Linked DNA regions of Anas platyrhynchos: region 2 is linked to region 1. Evidence: chromatin contacts called from public Hi-C data. All regions are on one chromosome and are shown on one strand. Each heading gives the region's core, a stretch centred on a gene start, on an enhancer-like site or on the middle of the called end of the contact. The rest is flanking DNA. Distances are from core to core; before and after follow the strand shown. Region 1 overlaps JADE3 (jade family PHD finger 3). Region 2 holds the start of RP2 (RP2 activator of ARL3 GTPase).

Region 1 (3,227 bases), core at 231-2,730:
CCCAGCCTTTGCAGGTTCTGCAGACTCAGAATAAAGCCCAGGACTAAGCCATATAGATATATTAAAATCATGAAAATGTGAAAAAGCAAAGGAGGGAACAAGGAGGAGGAAGAAGAGAAGAAAGAGGATAGTAGGGACCATGATACAGAAGGATGAGTTGGAAATTCGGCTTTACCTCTGGAATCCAGAGGGCACAGCTCACGTGCGCCCACTTGGTCCCTGTCCTGGTGGCTTTCATGGCACCTCCTCGTTTGGGACACAGGAGGCACTGGGGGTGTATCCCCAGCACGCAGGTGCGGCACAGCCAGCTCCCTTCAGGGACTTTTAGGATTCCGTAGCACGCCTTGGGAGAAAACAGGGATCGAGATCATTGCACTAATAGGATTTCACATCCAAACATTGATTTTCATACAGCACAAAGCTTTCAGATCCTAAAGGCACAGTTTGGCCTTTGCTTAATCCTTCTCCAATTTCGTTACCTTAAAAGGAGTCAGGTGATCAAAGAGATTTACAGCCTATAAAACAAATGCTTTCTACGCCTGCTTCTTTTTAAAGTATGTGTCTTGGTATTGTTTGTTCACAGCACAGAACAGCCATTGTGACTGAACAAACACTGCCATTAAGAACCTTCATCTTTGCATTTAGCAATTAACTATTTTTTTTTAATAAACTTTTTAAGTTTCTGAAGAAAAAAAGGAGACATCTCTTTAAATTAGCTTCAGCATTTATGTAGACCTTCCTAAAAATCACCATTTCCTATCGCTAACAACTTTACAGTAACATAAATATGTTTAGATGTGAAGCAGTGAGCTGGTTTTTGAAGATTTTTCTGAAGATTTTTGCATACAGTATTAAATTATCTTTGTGGTTACAGTTCTGACATTCTATCATTTGACTTTATATATATACATTCAAACTAGAGTTACAGTACATACTGAAATGATGAGATGCTCTTTTTTAGGCCTATTTCCCTGAATATTGCGTTTGACCCCTTGAAAATTGAGGGATTTCTTACCTTTTCCTAAATTTGAGGATTAAAAAGAAATAAGAAATGCACTTTGCTTTCTAATTCAGATTCATAGCTCTCCTTCATGGCAAACTACACCTGTACCCTATTGAATACAGGCACATCTTAAAGCTGAGTGTATCCGACACCACTCACAGCAAGAAGCCTTACCAACAGGGCTGCTTTCTAAGGAAATCACACCATTCCCAACACCCTATCTGGGAACAGTCAGACTGAAAGCCTTGCCAGCTGTAACCAGCCTTTTAGATTCAAATCCAGTATAAAATCCCCGTGCTTGCTTCCCCTTCTGGTACTGACCATGAAGCAGTATCACCAAACACTGCGCATTCCCCTCACGCCTAGAGAGAGGGGGACTTTCCTGAGTGAAATCCTGCATTACAGAACCACCAGGACAGACTAACCTGAACGCTATTTTCATGTCTGACTGTTGTAAAAACCCAACAGGGGGAGCTGTAATCTCAATTTTACAAGTGATTTATTTTTTTCCTGTTCTGAGGCACGTTCCCACCAACACTCTTTCTATTACTGATGCAGAAGTGGCATTATACCAAAAGATCACATTTAGGAGGCTGGAGACGGACGTAAACCGTTCCCTAATTTAATCCAGCTAATGAGTGGAGGCGGCCTAGGCTACCAAACCAGTAACTTGGCAATCTGGCTGAGCTGGCATGAGAGGGCACTGTGAAGGAGGAAATCTCTCGCACTCCTCCTCCCCGCCTCCAAGCGGCGTGATGACGAACAGACCTGAGGCTGCTTGGTGAAGCAGGGCCCATCCAGATTAAAAATCGAAGTGATAACTCTTTCTGGTTGCTGCCAGGCTTTCTTAACAAGTTAACAAGTCAATCAAGGAGGGAAAAACCCCAGCTCTTAAATAAGCTGTCTTTGAATTCTTTACATATAGGCAGGCAGCGCTCTCCACCCTATTTATTTTCAAAAGGAGGGTTAATAAAGGGCTTTATGGTCACAGAGAAAGCGCTTGCAAGTCCTGAGGACGCTTCACACTCCTGCTGGGTGACAGAGGTCCACACACAGACTGTGCTCGGCCACTTACCTGCTGTAACTCCCAGACTACAGAATTTGGGCTTGGTATTGCACCACCCTCCTTACCCAGCAAATGGCAAAGCCCTCCATGTTTAATACCAGCTCAAATTCCACGCTTGCCAAGGTAAACAAAGACCAGAGGACAGTGTCAACGCCTCCGCAGGCACCGACCTGATGGACGCAGATGTTACACTTGTCACAAAACACCATATCATTCCCATCTTCGCTGTCAGGGGACCGGCACACATCACAGATGACATCTTCATCGTACTCTATGCCCAGCCCTTCTTCAGTCTCAATCGCATGATTCATGTTCTCGTGGCAGTGCCGCTCCAGCACTTCAATCGTCTTTTCCATCGTGTTTTCATCCAGGGGCCCGCACCCTGCAGTGCAGAACGGGGAGGGGGGAATTGGGAGACAGTCAGGTGCTTTTGACCTGGTCTGAGATGGGGACATAAAGCACAACTTCCAGCAACTACCACAGCATACACGACTTAAATTTAAAAAGCCTTTTATCATTCACTGGCTAATTTTAGCAGGGTTTTATAAATACAAACAGAACGACTATTGAAGTAAAAGTCTGGGTTGTGCATAAGACAAAAAACATCACTCCAACTGCTGGACAAGGAGATGGCTGATCATTTTGATTTCTTGTTGCACCTGATAAACAGGGAGATGGAAAAGATAAATGACTGCTAAAACAGAGTGCCTTCTGGTACTAAACTGTTCTCTCCAGTGCCAGAATGTTTCTTCCACTCCCTGAACGTAAAGGATTACGGTATCATTCAGGTGGGAATTGGCCTTGGAGGGATCCAGCCCAGCTCCCTGCTCAGAGCAGGGCCAGCACTGAATCCAGATTAGGCTGCTCACAAACACACCCAGTCAGACCTTGAAAATCTCCAGGGATGGTGATTTCAGACCCAGAAAAGCCATGATCACTCTTGTGCTTCTTGAGGAGAGTGTCCTTAAAGCCCTGCTAGCTCTCTCCAGCAACTTCACCCTTCAGAGTTGCCTCACTCCCCACCTAGCAGCTCCCCAGATAAGCAGAAGCCTGCTCTCCGTTAGCCCAGGAGCAGAAGGCTATTTCCTCTTTGCTCGCCTCAGGATCTCAGTCTCCACTATTTCACACCTGCTACAGCCTATGCCCCTACCAATTAGC
Region 2 (3,188 bases), core at 268-2,767, 62 kb after region 1:
ACTGCCCTCCTGCTCCCATGTGCACACTTAAAATCCCAACGGCTGCTGCAAGCAGAGAGCAGGAGAAGCGGGCTGGGACATCCCGTAGCTGTTCTTGGGCTGCACTGTACCAAATTAAGCAGATAATTTGACGGCTTCCACAGTTCAGCAGAACAGCCCGAAATCAGATTCTTCCCGTTTCTCAGAGTCCTTTCTACAAAGAGGAAGTTGTTGTATACACAATGCATTACATGCTTTTTCCCACCCCAGAGCTAGCTTTTTCATGCTGTAATAGCCCAGTCTGTTAACTCGCACCTACTTCCAGCACATTAACAGTCACCTCCCTTGCCAGGAGGTTGGTTGTTCTCCAAATCAAGTGTTTCTAAGTCCCGATTTTCCTCCTGTTACAGTTTGAGAACTTAGTGCCACGTAAGCAGAGGAGGTAAAAGAAATCTCATATGAGCTGAGCTTTATCCGACCAAGTTGCTCTACGGTTAAATGACACTGTGCTCAGTGCTCAGCTAGCAATACCCTTTTGCACAGGGATTCATTCTGCTCTCCCTGTAAGCGCAGTCCAACAGCAACAAGCCCGGCACAGATCAACCTCCTTTATCCTCCAGGAGCTGATTCCGCTGGGGCACGCTCCTGTGTGCATCTCCACCACAGCTTGTCTTAATCTACTTGGAAGGCTTAAGGGACACCCCGGAGCACCTAGCCAGGTTACAAAAACAAGCAAGCAAGCAAGCTGAGCATTCAAATAAGCTCACATGTTTTCTTTCCTATACTTGTAAAACATGGCCTAAAGGTCTGGGGATTCTGCCTGCTCAAAACCACACAAATTAAGTTTAAGTTCTGCCCCGTTTTCTCCTTCCCCGTGCAGAGGCGACCAGAGGAGGAGGAGGATTATGAGGGCAGGGCATTTCGGAAGCCAAACCTGGGACGAAGCGTGCTGAATGCGGGACTTGGGCGCTGAGGCTCCGAGGGGTCAGGAGCTGCCTTCACCCAGCCCTCCACAGCGGGCTGCCGGGACGCTTCGACAGCCCCGGCAGCATTTAAAAACCAAACAGCGCTAAAATAAAATAAATAAATAAAAGAGGAAACAACCCCAAGCCCCTCAGGAAGAAGGCACCCGGCTGCCAGCCGCACCGCACGGCCAGTTTCACCCTCCAACAGGTGCTGGCAGGCGAGATACGCCCTGAGGGGACCCTGAGGGGATCCTGAGGGGACCCTGAGGGGATCCTGAGGCGGGACCGGCACCCTCCGAGCCGCGCCCCGCGGCCCCGCACCTTGGCCCGCTGCTCCCAGCTGTACTGCGGCGCCTTCTCCTCTCCGGCCGCCGGCTCCCCGTCAGCTCCGGCCGCCTGCTGCTGCTGCTGCTGCTGCTGCCCGCCCTGCGCCGCCTTCCTGCGCTTGGAGAAGCAGCAGCCCATGGCCGCCGCTGAGGGCAACCGCTAACGGCAACCGGTAACGGCCGCCGCGCGCTCCAACCGCCCCGGCGCGCGCCCGCGGCCGCGGAGTGGGCGGGGCGGGGAGGGGAAGGGAGGGGAGGGGGGGGGGGAGCATCGGGAGCGCGCGCGCCAGCGCAGCGCCGTGCCCGCGCCCCGCCCCGCCCCGCTTCCGGGTGCCCCCGCGCGCGTGCCCGCGGCCCCTCAGGGGCTGGCGGGGGGCGGCGCTGCCCCTGCCCCTGGTGACAGATCTGGGGAGCGTCTTGTTTAAGGGCAGGTTTTAGTCCTGCTGGGCATGGAGAAGACCTCGAAATGTCGTCTGTAAGACGCGAAAGTCAAGAAGAGAAAAAAATAAAGGACTTCACGGCTGCTACTTCCTCAAAGCTCAGCTCGGGTTTTCTGTCAGCAAGGGTCACAAATCCTCTGCTTGAGGTGCAGCTCATCCAGGCAAAGCTTTGAAAGCCTTCCTAGTTCAGATTAGATTCACCTACACTCATTTGAAACTGTGACTTACGGGAGAGAGAAATTACACGCGGCAGGGGCAATTCTTCATGTATTCGGCAGAAAGGAGGAGAAGGGGATTTACCGCTGGGCTCATCCCCTCAGACTGTGTTTTGATGCACGGTGATGACAGAGCTGTTCCCAGAAAGCATCCCGTGCCTCCAGCTGCTTACCGGAATCCCCCACCACCTATGCACAAATGTTTGCACAGACATGTGGTAAACTGTGTTGGGTAACTGATGGATGTGAGAAGCAACCATTTTAATTAGACATCTGTGCGTTTGTGTCTAAACAGACCCTCTTTTTTTTTTCTTTTTTTTTCCACAGAAGCAGATGACGTATACTGAGTAATCTCACACAGAAATCATCGCATACTCTGGGATCACATCACACTGGCCCTTTTTCGTTTCTCCTTGCAGGTTCCCTAATGCCAGGGGCTCTCGCCAGACTGAGCACCAACCAACAGAAGTTGGTCCGGGACTTGAGACCAAGATGAACAAATAATATGGCTAATTTTGCAATGTATTATGATCTATTTTTGCATTGTTACTGCTGATTTGGGACTGATTTTTGTAGCTGTCCTCAGCAGCAAGCCTGGTAGGTGTGGTACACAGCTTTAACACTGGGGTTAGTTAAGTAGGAACAATGGACCCGTGTGGCTGTGTCCCAGGTCACCGTGAACTGATATACTACGACGAGGAAAAGCACAAATAACAAAACAGAACAGTTCATTTTTGCTAACTTGTTTGTTCAGAAATAACCTTTCTGATATTCCCAACCCAAGTTTTTTTTTTTTTTTTTAAAACTGAAAATCTAAGTAGACCCCAAAAGCCATAAATTAAATACTGTTGGCCAAATGAATGAAAGAATCATGTGTAAGTAAGGCCATCATTTAATATATCCTACACAGTCAAAGTATGCATCCTAATATTAGGACGGCATAATGTATGACACAGAGAACACATTAATCTGAATTTTGCTGCAAGCTGTTTCTGTGGCAGAAACTCTGCAGCTGAGAGGGGTCACAGTCTGCTTCAGGGCTGCTCATGTTTTGACTGCACTTTCTCAAACAGAGCAAAATGAAGTTTTCGTCTGTAAAGCATATTCTTGTTTAGCAGTTGCAGTTTCACAGCTGTTACACAAGAGCTGAGATCCTAGATCCTTTTTTGTGATAAGAAGCCAGCCGCCACAACCTGGGAGTTGCCCAACCAACACGCCAGAGGAGCCTGTGCTCCAGCTGAGCACCTCGCTGAGGCAGGCAAG

What was found. Hi-C and Micro-C count contacts between places; a contact is called where the count stands out from the background.
Region 2: a Hi-C map of skeletal muscle shows a contact between it and region 1, with 2.3 times the contacts expected there. The contact joins the promoter of RP2 here to the enhancer-like site in region 1. A contact is called at or near these places in 3 of 8 Hi-C or Micro-C datasets (liver, skeletal muscle and subcutaneous adipose tissue).

The regions. Positions count from the first base shown.
Region 1 is chr1:137,434,106-137,437,332 of IASCAAS_PekinDuck_T2T, forward strand. It overlaps JADE3 (jade family PHD finger 3), which reads right to left. Exons shown (of 11, transcript XM_038173166.2): 6 at 2,240-2,451; 7 at 176-343. Among named protein-coding and RNA genes, the nearest start is that of JADE3, 40 kb to the right of the region's middle. Within about 2 kb of position 1,481, at least 4 of the 8 cell types and tissues checked have an H3K27ac peak or open chromatin away from gene starts, as enhancers often do. A contact at or near this core is called in subcutaneous adipose tissue, where this site is marked.
Region 2 is chr1:137,496,506-137,499,693 of IASCAAS_PekinDuck_T2T, forward strand. It overlaps RP2 (RP2 activator of ARL3 GTPase), which reads right to left and starts at 1,518. Exons shown (of 5, transcript XM_027446962.3): 1 at 1,266-1,518. The coding sequence starts at 1,409.